2 separate regions of the Mus musculus genome follow, and region 2 is linked to region 1. The links are chromatin contacts, called in public HiChIP or PLAC-seq maps. All regions are on one chromosome and are shown on one strand. Each heading gives the region's core, a stretch centred on a gene start, on an enhancer-like site or on the middle of the called end of the contact. The rest is flanking DNA. Distances are from core to core; before and after follow the strand shown.

Region 1 (5,894 bases), core at 1,373-3,872:
CAGACCCCTCTGAATGGAGCCCATCACCTGCATCTGTGCATTAATAGCTTGCAGATCCTGTAACAACCTCCATTTGCCCAATTTCTTTCTGATAACAAAATTTTGGGTATTCCATGGAGATACAGAAGGTTGAATATGACCCAAAAGATATAGTTTTGCGCCCTTCACTCTTAGCAGCTCATCGAGCGCTGAAAAAATTGGGTGTGACTGTGACGACCCCATACCTAGTCTTTCATGTTCCACACAGTCGCCACAACAACAAAAAAGACTCAGAAAAATTACTCCAATGGCTAGAAAAAAAAAGTAACCCATAGACTGTCCCTATTATCCTCTTACTTTCACTTTCTCTCTTACTTTCACTTTCTTGTCTCCAGAGCCGGAGATCCTATTTTTCTCTTTACCGAGATCCTATTTCTTAGGAGAGCATGCTTCTCAGAGACTCACATTAATTTCTTTCTACTTACCGGTACCGCCGTTCCTCAGCTGAAGAGTTCTGAATTCACTCTGTTGAATCCTTCTCAGCAGCCTGTTTTACAGGAACATTTATTACCACCGTTCCCCAGCTGAAGAGTTCTGAATCCACGCTGGATCCTTCTCAGCAGCCTGTTTTACGGGAACCTTTATTAACCGCTCCTTCCCCGTGATGCAGTTCTGAATCCTCCCTGTAGCAGGGGGTCTTCGCTCGTGCCTGAAGATGTTTCTTTTCCCGGGTTTTCAGCACCACTTCTTGCGCGCGCTCGACTGGCCAGGAAGAACGACGCTGCAACAGGATCCTTCTGCACACGTTTATTGGGAGAGCTTGATTGTAGAGGCGAAAAGACCTCGAGCCCAGAACTGGTGCTGCTTTTATAGGCCTAGGACAGGCGTTCTCTCTCATCTGATTGGTTAACTTGTCTCTCATCTGATTGGTTAACTTGTCTCTCATCTGATTGGTTAACTTGTCTCTCATCTGATTGGTTAACTTTTGTCAATTCTCAAAACCTCACCTTGGCAAAAGAACCTTTACTGGCTATGTATGTGTGGTGGCCAGCTGTAGCCAACTGCCACTCTGCAACTGCCACTCTGCAACTGCCACTCTGTAACTGCCACTCTGTAACTGCCACTCTGTAACTGCCACTCTTCAACGGCTTCCCACAATTAATAGTATCAAATATATACATATATGTATATACACACACATATATACACATATATAATATTAATAAAGGAGACTCCACAAAGGACTTTAGTCCATAAGTCCATACATGTGGATAACATAGCATGCAGTTAATGATTGCAGAGGAGAAAAAATATTGGAACAAAAAGAAGCATGAAGTAGTGACTAGAGATGTGGTGGAAGGGCAGGGGGATGGGACTAGGATGGAAGAAAGGGACAGAGTTTAGGGTGGTAACACAGGCAGGAGAGTAGCCCCACAGTCAGGAAGAGAAGGCAGGAGAATTTAGAACCCCAGCCTGGAGCTTGGCAACATGAGTCCCAGAGAAACTAGTGCTGAATAGTGGGGCAGACCCAGGAGGCTTCCGCACTAGGACTAAAGCCTGCAGTGCCTTTGTTGCCCCTTAAGACACTGTTGCTCATTGCTGTTGTCTCCAGCACCCCTGGGTTCAGTTTCTATTTTCCCATTCACTGCCAATGAAATTTAATTTCTCTTCTCTTTTCTCTTCTCTTCTCTTTTCTCTCTTCTCTTCTCTTCTCTTCTCTTCTCTTCTCTTCTCTTCTCTTCTCTTCTCTTCTCTTCTCTCTCCTCCCCTCCCCTCCCCTCCCCTCCCCTCCCCTCCTCCTCCTCCTCCTCCTCCTCTTCCTCTTCCTCTTCCTCTTCCTCTTCCCCTCCCCTCCCCTCCCCTCCCCTCCCCTCTCCTCTCCTCTCCTTTCTTACATTTATTTATTTATTTGTAAGTACACTGTGGCTGTCTTCAGACAACCCTGAAGAGGGCGTCAGATCTCATTACGGATAGTTGTGAGCCACCATGTGGTTGCTGGGATTTGAACTCAGGACCTTCGGAAGAGCAGTCAGTGCTCTTAACCAGCCCCCAAAATCTAATTTCTTTATCATTCCAGCCCATTTCCTCGTGTGTAAAATGAGACTAGTAGTGTTTATTTCACAGAGTTGCTTTGAGGGATTAACGTCTACAGAGCCCTTGGAAAATATGGCAAGGGGTCGTTTCTGTGGAATTGTGAGTTAATGCTCTCTACTGTTATTGTAATCAAGATCCTTCCACGGATGGCTATGGGGGCTATGGAGAAGCGTCTCAACATCTGATGGGGAAGATCGATGGTCTTAATTCTCTGGAGGCCACTCTGTAAGCTTGCTGACTACAAGTATCAGAGGTAAGGCTGAGGTGGACTTTTGGGAATCCGTTTGAGCCAAAAAATAGTATTAGGTGTGGGAGAAGAGGGAATTAACAAAGAAAGCAGCCTGTTCGCAGAATAGCAAGAGTTAATTGTTGAAACGAATTTAGCTTAAGAGTATTTCCAGGTGCTTCAAAGTAAAATAGAAGAAATTATGCTTATCAAGTCTGGGAGAGTGTAACAGGAAGTGGGAAGGCAGGAGGGACTTTGCAAAGCAAGCCACAGCTGGATTCATAACCATCTGACGGATTGAGCTGAGAGACTAGTCCAGGTGGCTCTGAGACAGGTCAGAAGCCGGAAGAATGCTGGGTGTTACTGAATAGGTTGGGGAGTTGGGCAGAGAGGATAAGCAGAGGCCAAAGCTTTCTGAGTCACACAGATTGACAGTGGGGGAACTTTCAAATGAAAGTGGCTTTCAAACTGAAGAGAAACAAATATCCCAAGAAGGGAGATGGTAGAAAGTGAAAACCAAAGAACAGGCTGAGCTGTGACGATTGTGACTGAACCAGACATGGAACCTTCACAGAAGACAGATTCACTCAGAATGTAAAAGGAACTATCCACAAGAGAGAAAAGCCATTGGCTTGGTCAGCCAATGGCCACCTGGGTCTCTACATTCTCCTGACACAGTTGGTCCAGCTTAGGAGCTCAGATGCTCAGGGGAGACCCAGACAGATGAAATTGTGAGGTCCCTTGGGGCAAGGCAATTCAGGAATGTGGTGGAAGGCTATCCCTCCTTGATCCCTAGGCAACAGTGTCGGGAGGCGGGGCCAAATGGAAGGTGTTAGGTCACAAAGACTCATTGTGAACTGATGCTACTATAAGAAAAGCATTGGGGTAGCTGTCAGTCATTCTTTTATCTGTGCCCCTGCTATGTGAAGACACACATCCTCTTCTTCTTCGGAAGAGGAAAGACTCCACAGTAAAGGCACTACCTTGGAACCAGAGACTGAATTGACCAGTGTTTTTATCTTCGATTTCACTGCCTTTGACACTGTAAGGAATAAACTTCTGTTGTTTCTAAGCTATTTAGTCTCAGATATTTTGTTATGGTAGAAGGAAACACTCTCAGACAACAGACATGATGACAGAGTTATTAACAGTAGACCAAGCTGACCTCCTCAAACTCAGAGGTTTGCCTGTCTCTCCCTCCCAAGTGCTGGGATTAAAGGTGTGTGCCACCATTGCCCTGCTGTCAGTCTTATAATATTGCTTGAAATAAAAACTTTCCTCTATCCATTTGTCTGGAACAAAGGCTCCATCTCCTCCCCTCCTGCATGCGCAAGTATGGCTCCCTTCCCAGTCTTCCCATGCTCCTGCCTTGATGTTCGGCCTAAGCCAGAATACCTTCAGTTATTGAGTTCAAGATGGAGGTATAGCAAAGAAGACTAACCTTGTATGCAAACAGAAAGACTCAAACACCCACCAGTGTGAGGGGAGGGAGTGGAAGGCCAGCTCTGAAATCCTGTGATTCTCACTCCACTGAGTCTCAAAGCTCAGGTATCTTCTCCTCCAATGGGCTGTTTAGGTTCACTGGCTATGGGTTTGTGTCAATCAGTGTGTAAGACAGGAAAACCACTGCTATGAAAGGCAGCAAGGGAAAAGGTGAAGACTCCCACAGAAAGCCAGTAAGGGCTGGCGTGAAGACTCCCACATAGCTCCCTTATTGGCCTCCTTGCTTTGGACTCACACTTTTAGTCATGATTCCCGCAGAGACAACTGTTTGTGTCCTTTATTTCCTCCTGTGCTCAAGAACAAAAGCAGCTCCAGTAGAAAGATCAGGTGAAGATCCCTGTGAAACCAACCCTCAGCTTCATTATTCCTTTCCTGCTTTTCAGGCCATAGCCAGACATCCTCAAAAGTGACTCGGGGGAACAAATGTTTCTTTAATAACTCTGTGTACCTCAGGGAACTGGACTGCCTGACGTTTCTTTTGTCTTAAATTACAAAACCATTTTATTCTTTTAATAGCAAACTGCTCAAGTTTCAAGTTTCGTAAATATGGACCAGATATTGTGTGTGTTGTTGTTATTGTGATATGTCTTTTCTTCTTCTTCTTCTTCTTCTTCTTCTTCTTCTTCTTCTTCTTCTTCTTCTTCTTCTTCTTCTTCTTCTTCTTCTTCTTCTTCCTCCTCCTCCTCCTCCTCCTCCTCCTCCTCCTGGAAGAAAATACATCTTAAATTAAGGGTCTTGTAGCTTTGGCTTATTTGTATAAGTAATGAAGTTTGTTGGCTGTGTATAACTCTAACATACTTTCAAAAAACGGGATCTGTGAGGATATACCTGGAGAGACAGCTCAGCAGTTAAAAAGCACTGGTTCTTCCAGAGTCCCTGGGTCTCATTCCAGAACTTACCTGACAATTCACAAGCATATTCAATTCCAGTTTAAAAGGATTCACTGCCCTCTTTTGGTCACCAAGAGTGCCAGGCACACACATGGTACAGAGACATCCATGTAGGCCAAACATCTACATACATAAAAAATGTTTAAATATTGCAGAGTGTGCAACATCACTTTTGATATTATCAGCTGCCTAGCCTAGCAATGTACAGCTCAGAGCTGCCTGTTTAGTCTGTAAGTCTGGGCATTAGGATCGGATTCCAACAAAACCATTCCTGGCAGAGGATCGTGTCGAGTATTCAGCTAAGAATGGGCCAGATGCTGAGCTAACTGGGTAGACCATTCTAGAACATATAGCTTGTCTCATTTATCCCACTAAATTAAAAGATGCCCAGCGAAAAGTGGAAATGTTTCCTGAGGGTCAAGGTCATGGTATAGGGCTGAGCTCAGCCATGGAGGGCATTTACTTCCTGTAAGATCCTGGATTTGTCTCTAATAGTGGAAAAAAAAATTAATGGTTTGCATGCCACTTTGCTGGGGCTTCCTCTTTTCTGCCTCATCTAGAGAGCCCAACCCTAATCTTCTGAGGAATGTCATGTAATCCTTGACGAAATTACAAGCTCGCCTTCCTGGAATGACTCTCCATGCAAATGAGGTATCCCCCACCCCAACCTTAAAGCTTAGCTAGGGAAAATTCACTCTAAGAAGAACCTCTTCTTAATCTCCAAGGTGTGTGTGTGTGTGTGTGTGTGTGTGTGTGTGTGTGTAATGAGAGCTGTCTTCTAAAAGAGCTGCAACCCTGAAGCTGTAATGTAACACTGAAATCTTTGGAGGAGGCTCGCCCCCCTTCCCCCCCACCCCCACCCCTGCCCCCAGGATTTACTGACAGACCAAGATCCTACTGACCCACCTGTTCAGACTTCCTTTCATCCTTTCCCACCTGGAGTGCATCAGGGCCTGGGCACCCCAAGGAAGAGTTGGAACTCAGAACTTGGCTCTGCTCCATCCTCCCTGCTGGTGTGCAGCAGCACCTGGACACCCCAAGGGAAGACACACACACACACACACAAAACCCAGAGCCATATAGGAGAAGGTGTCTGCCTCCCTACCTGTCTGCTATGCACGTGAGCAAATGGCAGGGAACATGTGACTGCATTGGGGCCATTAGTGTAACAGCAAGTGAATGTCTGCAACAAGGTAAAATGC
Region 2 (6,412 bases), core at 2,106-4,605, 1.1 Mb after region 1:
AAAGAGATTGCACAACCACACTGCGCAGACACCGTGCGTGTCACCCCTGAAATCATTCTCCAAATATAAAACTTCAGTCTAATCAGGGAAAAATATCAGAAACACCCATTTCCAGATACTTCTAAAAAGCAACTGACTAGAAACATTCAAAAGTGGAACTCTCCTAAGTTGGAAGAGACTTAGGAAACACGTGAAGTATGGGCTGGCTTCTGGAAGAAAGGCACATCAAAGGCAGAGACTACAGGGACAGAGAAGAAACAGAAGCAGACCTAAGAATAATGTCCCACAGTGGGAAAAGACTTTAGCACAGAAGAGGGCTGGGCGACAGGTACGGGAGAAGGCAAATGGAAAGTACTCAAAGGAACTGAACTCTTAAGAAAAAAAGGATGATACTGGATATGGTTTCAGATTTTATGAGTTTCTAGGCTGAAGGTAACACCAGCAGAAAAATTTGTGCTTCTGGCCAGAAGAAAGGTGAAGATAGTCACAGCAACTGGAAACTAAAACATAGCCCTGGGAACAAAGAACAGAAAGGAGCAGTACAAATTAGGTGTGAGCCAGCCAGATCCTGTGGATAAGCCACGGCCCCTGCATCCACAGAACTCCTGAGAAGGTTAAAGCTGTGACCTGAGGTTGGTACCACTGCCTCAGTTAAATATCTGCTTGAAAATAAATCGATATTCCTCAGAAGAATATATGCAAATCCAGAGTTCCCATAATGTAATATTCAAGGTAACAAGACAGAAACCCCAAACAAGACAAGTTTTCCATGAGCAACCTGCCCACTAAGCTATAATGGACATATACAGAAGTGACAACACTGTCACAGATGGAGAGGAAATGAACATCACTCGTTGCTGGAGGAAAAGGAATTAGTGAAGCTGCCCTGGAAACCATTCACGGTTCCTCCGAAAGTCAGACAGTGGGGCTGGCAGGACACAATCTAATCTTTTTATCTAATGATAAAAAGAAAGCAAGCTATCACCACACAAAAGATTATTCCGCCACGACAACTACTGCTACTGAATAATCTTCAAAGTATTGCGCTAGGGTCAGGGGAGGTAGGTCGGTAGTCAAGAACACTGTTTTTCCAGAGCATCCATGTTCAATTCCCAGTACCTACACAACCACCTGCAACTCCAGTACTAGGAGATCCAACACCCCTGTGGACATCAGACACACATATGATAGACAGACATATATTCAGGCAAAACTCATACACGTATGAAAATTTAAATGTTATGCTAAGTGAAAAGGCCAGACCTGAAGGGCTATACCTTGTCTGATTCTGCTCTGCTTAGGGAACTCTACAACTTGAAGATACTGAAGAGCCTGACCTGACATCAGAGAGGAAGGACTGCAGCATCCACTGTTTCTGGACCATCTCAGTCTGTCAGTGCTGCTGTATAGAACTCCAGACATTAATGGATAAAGAAAAGAAGTTTAAATGTCTCACTGGTCCAGAGGAATTTCTCTCACAGTTCTGGAGGCTGGTAGGTGCCCTAGCATTTGGGGAAGACCTTCTTGCTGCGTCAGCTCATGGTAGAAGACCAGAGTAAGAGACAGGGAGAAAAAAAGGACAGGCCTGGACTTAACCTTTCATAATTGACTCATTCCTGCTGTGACAGAATCATTCCACTCACATCTGTTAGACTCTCACAGACTGATCACCTATGGGCACCACCTCTAAATGTTATTGAAGACTCCATTTCCTACAAGTTTTGGGAGTACACACATTCAAAACATAAGACTTGGTAGTATCCAAGTAATGATTCTTCTGAAGTTACCAACTCCATATATTCCCCATTACTCACTAACATTTACTTACTTTAGGAACATCACGACATCCCTCAATTTTGTGTGGCAATAGGAAGGGTCCACCATACTGAAATTCTTCAAAATAAATGCCAAATTAAAAGGCATCGATGATACAATCATAAAACTATAGGGGGGACGAGTGGAGAAGATATCGAGATCTAAAGCCACATTTTTGTGGCACTTTCTTGAGGCAAGGCTTCTGTCATAACCCCATTACAAAAACTAGAAGCTCGCCGGGCGTGGTGGCTCACGCCTTTAATCCCAGCACTCGGGAGGCAGAGGCAGGCGGATTTCTGAGTTCAAGGCCAGCCTAGTCTACCAAGTGAGTTCCAGGACAGCCAGGGTTACACAGAGAAACCCTGTCTCAAAAAAACCAAACCAAACCAAACACCAAACTGGAAGCTCACAGTGGAAAACAATGGATCTAGATTCCCACTCAACAACCTACATACAAATAACCCAACTATACATGGAACATCCTAGCTCCAGGTGACTCTAAAACGTGACATGCTCCAATTCGCCATGAGAGCAAATTCCACAGAAGGCAAATACTGCAAAGAAAGGACTCCATGGCAGCTTTAGGAGGAGTACAAATGACCTCCCACTCTTCTGAGCAGGCTCTGCGACTGCTTGACCAGCAGGAAGTGGTGAAACAGTTGCTATCAGTCTCTGGAGCCAGGCCTCAAAGGATGGGTAGTTTTCACTTCCAGTTGCCACAGGGTGGTCCAATGAGGAAGTCCTGAGAGGAAGAAATGGGACATCTGGCAGCACTCCAGGCCACGGGCAGCATAAACTCCGCCAGCCCTGCTGAAGTGAATCTGCTCCTCCTTTAGATATTCCTCGTCACACTAAAGGACCAGACGGAATATTCTCACCAGTCCTACCCCATGCTGCAGCCTGGGAGGCAGAATAAGTGGAACACTGTTATAGTGATAGCCACTGGGCCACTCCCTAGACCCCTAGACATAACGTTTCTCAAAACTGAAACCTGGTAACACTCACCCCACACACACATCTCAAAACTCAGTTCAACATTATTAGTATGACCCAAAAGGCCACAGGGTCGACAATAAAGACAAGCAGCCAGGCACCTGCACCCTTCAGTGCTTATTTATTAGGGACACCCACAGTACAGAATCTCACATAGCTGTCAACGGGAGGATTACATTGCTTTGGGGAGCACCTCTGCTTAGTCTGTAACCACTTTTGAGAGAGTATATTATTTTCAAAGATGAACGCTTATTTCCAAGTGTGTAAGCTGCCACCTGCATCCTGCTGTTTGAAACGGAAGAAGTCTGGTTCAACAGGGGCTGGAAGTGTCTTGGGTAATTTTTTACTTTGAAGTGGATCAGAAGGCTTCCCTGCCTGGCTAAACCAGTCTGTCATTTTTCATATGCAACTTTTCATATTGTTTCATTTTCACATCTATGCACCAACGGATGTTTTGAAAACTTAAGAAAAACACTCATCCACAGCTAACACTGTGGCTTCCTAGCGGGGGGAAAAATGAACGTGTGCTGCCCTCTCCTGCCACAACAATGAAATGAGGGAGAGGAGAGGCTGGAGCTGAGATGAAACCCTCAGGCCTGAGGAGATGGGCATGCCATTCTCATTACACTCCAATCAAAAGCCAGACAACAAGAAAACGTGTTGGTAATATTTATATTTGAAATTTCCCCATTGATACATGAGGTTTAGATTACAACTTATTTACAGTAAGTGATTTAAAAAAAAAAAGGGATGGGTTGAGAAAGAAAGAAAATGGAGGAGAGGATGGGGGAAGGGAGGGGAGGAAAGGAAACCTAGGCTCACAGACGTCATAGCACGGGGCGTTGGTTTCCAGGAGACGCTACAGCTGGCCGCTCTCGTGCACAAGCGGCAGACAAATGGAACATTCCGCTGGCTCAAGCTCCGCTCACCCTCCTCTCGGACGCACACCCCTTCTTTCAGGTTCTCAAAAGTAAACATAGAGGAGTATAAAATGCGTTGCCAATATTACTTATTACAAAAGTCCTTTATGGCTCCTCCCTAACTCCACGAAGAGAAGCAGCTGAGCCAGAATACAAAAATAAAATATTCATGTGCAAATAAAATGTCACGGATCATATCTCCTGTTGCCTTTCTGAGACAGGTGACCGTCACTTTGTGGGAATGTTGGCTAATAACATCAAAGGAGAGCGGCTCTTCCTTTCCTGGGCCAGGTCAGTGTATCAATTAAAATGGAAAAACAAAGCAAGAAGACCTTCGGAATACTTAGTGATGTTGATACCAGCCTCCCATCCACACACCACTCCCCGGCTCCATCCCTAAAATAAAGTCTACTTTATTTCCCTTTCCATAAAGTGATTGAGCCTAGGGTTATGTGTTCAGTATAGGAGGTGTGATGACAAGTGCTCCCTAGGTCTGCACCTTGGACTGCCGCACGCACGGGAGATACAGAGCCAGCGCGATCCTGCCACTTAGGGAAAGAGCCCAAGGAGGAGGGAGGGGCTTATCCCTGCATCCAGTCACATTCAGGGGTTATTCATTTACTTTTTATTTTCTTTTATTAAAAAAAAACAGTCAATGTCAGGAAGAGCAAAATATAATCAAAACCACAGCGGACAATAACTAAACAGTGATGAAGGAGCACTGGGGCCTGGGCACAATGAGGAGTGGACGCTTGATCCAGAGGAGACGGTCACTTCGCTCACACAGCTGCTGCAGGCTGCAACCTGCAACCTCGGCATCATTCTAAATCACAGGGTTATATTTTAATTTTTTTATTCCAAGGACATTCTTAGTCCCATCCCTGAAACCAATATGGTAGGGATAAGGTTGAAGTGGTCACCACTCACTAACTACAATATTTGCTATTGAAAAAATATATTTATATATAGTTCTGGAAACTATGAAGCAAACAAAATATAACACAGAGCTGAGTTTGTCACAGTTAACTCACATTGAGTGACAGCAGGATTGCCCAGGGAGGTCAGACAGGGGGGCTGCTGCAAATGCAGCAAGTATGTCCTTAAATATGTCACATAGTGCAACAATCAAGTCACCTGGGCTAGCTTCTCCTCACCACACACAACATGACAGAGGTCACATTGTCACTTTTGGTTAAAAGGGAAATGAGTGTTTCTTCTCAGAGATTGCCCTGTGAGTTCTGACATTCAGCTCTCATCACATCTTTAAATAGTCTAAAGCTTAGCTTCATTCCTCTCAGTTGGGAATGACCAACAGACAACACTGACCCTTAGCTCTGAGGACAGGACACGGTGCAGAAAGAGGTCCTGACCTTCCTCATGTCAAATGAGCACATGTCATCCCCAGAGGGACCACAGCAAGCAAGGTCTACACTATCAAAGATATGTGTAATGAAGATGGAAACGGCTAAGACAGCTAAGGGAGATGTGCTATGGTTTGCTTCTTAGCATCAATATGTGAACATGCAGCTCTGCTCACACTTTCCAGGTCCTCAGATGGAACCCTCCTTAACGCTCTTTAAGAGTCCTATTTATTCCACTGAACCATCTTGGACTTGGTGGTACGCATACCTTTAAAAAACAAGAGAACAAAGGTACCTAAATGAAAATATCCATAATTAGCTTACATTTATGTACACATTGTGACTGACAATCTGGAAATACTTCATAAGTGAAATAGGTCAGTGGCTTTTCCCCTCCTTTTCCTTGGAAACAACAAAGCTCTATATATTCTACTTTACATTTAAAAGGAAGGAAGAAAATATACAAGCCCATATTTATACTGTATTTCTACTAAGAGCAACAATAGCTCATGTGTGTTCATGTTAGCTATAATCACAACTCAACATATGAACACAGAGTCGGCTCTATGCCATGAACACTGCTGGATGTGATGGCTCGGGGTTATGGGCTCACCACTGTCCTGTCTCTAACAAGAAAAAGCTTCCTGGAAACAAACCCCACAACACACACTTGCCAATACACAGCGATGCAACACATCGGGTGAATACATACTGCACACCTGTACATCAGCAACTTACCTACCCAGGGGGACCCAGTACAGAGACAGTAAGCCCAGCTAGAGCACAGCCCTCGGGTTGGTTTGGTTTTGTTTTGTTTTTAACTTAAACAATTTGGTCACGATGCACCTTTGATATAAAAGCATTTTTTAAACTTTATTATTAATACTCAGGACATTAGGAATTTCCAGATTTTTTTCAGTAGCATTTGTAGAACCACTTTTGGTAACAAATACAGTAGTTAGGAATATGCATCCAATTCAGAACGCATAATGTTGATCCTGAATCCTTTCTGGCTAAAAACAGGGCTGGCGCTGTGGTGAGCTAGAGAAGGAGGATGTTCCTCCCAGAGGCTGCACCCTGCATCCTCTTCTGCTGAAATACTTTGTAAGTACACATTAGGAAGTAAGGCATCAACTGCAAACAGTTCATGCTGTTTGCTCAACTCGGTTCCCAAGTGGATGCGCGGTCCTGGTGCTCGGCTTCACGGTTCTATCGCTTAGTGCTCTCTCTCTTACTCCACAGGATCCGAAAGGATGTTCTCTGACATTTCTAAGTTGTCTCTGGTCTGGATGCACACTTATGTCTGCAGCTAATGCTGCAGGT

The links. HiChIP or PLAC-seq counts read pairs in DNA pulled down with a chosen protein or histone mark.
Region 2: a contact with region 1 is called in an H3K27ac HiChIP or PLAC-seq map of double positive thymocytes, with 10 times the contacts expected there. The contact joins two enhancer-like sites. A contact is called at or near these places in 7 of 39 promoter capture datasets (the 3T3-L1 cell line, the C10 cell line, cranial neural crest and 4 more), 4 of 15 datasets of contacts at CTCF or cohesin (the NIH/3T3 cell line, large pre-B cells, pro-B cells and 1 more), 46 of 484 Hi-C or Micro-C datasets (B cells, the C2C12 cell line, DN3 thymocytes and 29 more) and 11 of 115 datasets of contacts at active chromatin or transcription factors (double positive thymocytes, embryonic stem cells, forebrain and 2 more).

Annotation. Positions count from the first base shown.
Region 1 is chr12:74,309,694-74,315,587 of GRCm38.p6, forward strand. It overlaps Gm34552 (a long non-coding RNA gene), which reads right to left. Exons shown (of 3, transcript XR_872825.2): 2 at 5,599-5,719; 3 at 2,073-4,476. Among named protein-coding and RNA genes, the nearest start is that of Gm34552, 4.5 kb to the right of the region's middle. Within about 2 kb of position 2,623, at least 9 of the 459 cell types and tissues checked have an H3K27ac peak or open chromatin away from gene starts, as enhancers often do. A contact at or near this core is called in DN3 thymocytes and double positive thymocytes, where this site is marked.
Region 2 is chr12:75,446,551-75,452,962 of GRCm38.p6, forward strand. Ppp2r5e (protein phosphatase 2, regulatory subunit B', epsilon) reads right to left here. Exons shown (of 14, transcript NM_012024.3): 14 at 2,913-6,412. Among named protein-coding and RNA genes, the nearest start is that of Gphb5, 33 kb to the left of the region's middle. Within about 2 kb of position 3,356, at least 74 of the 459 cell types and tissues checked have an H3K27ac peak or open chromatin away from gene starts, as enhancers often do. A contact at or near this core is called in DN3 thymocytes and double positive thymocytes, where this site is marked.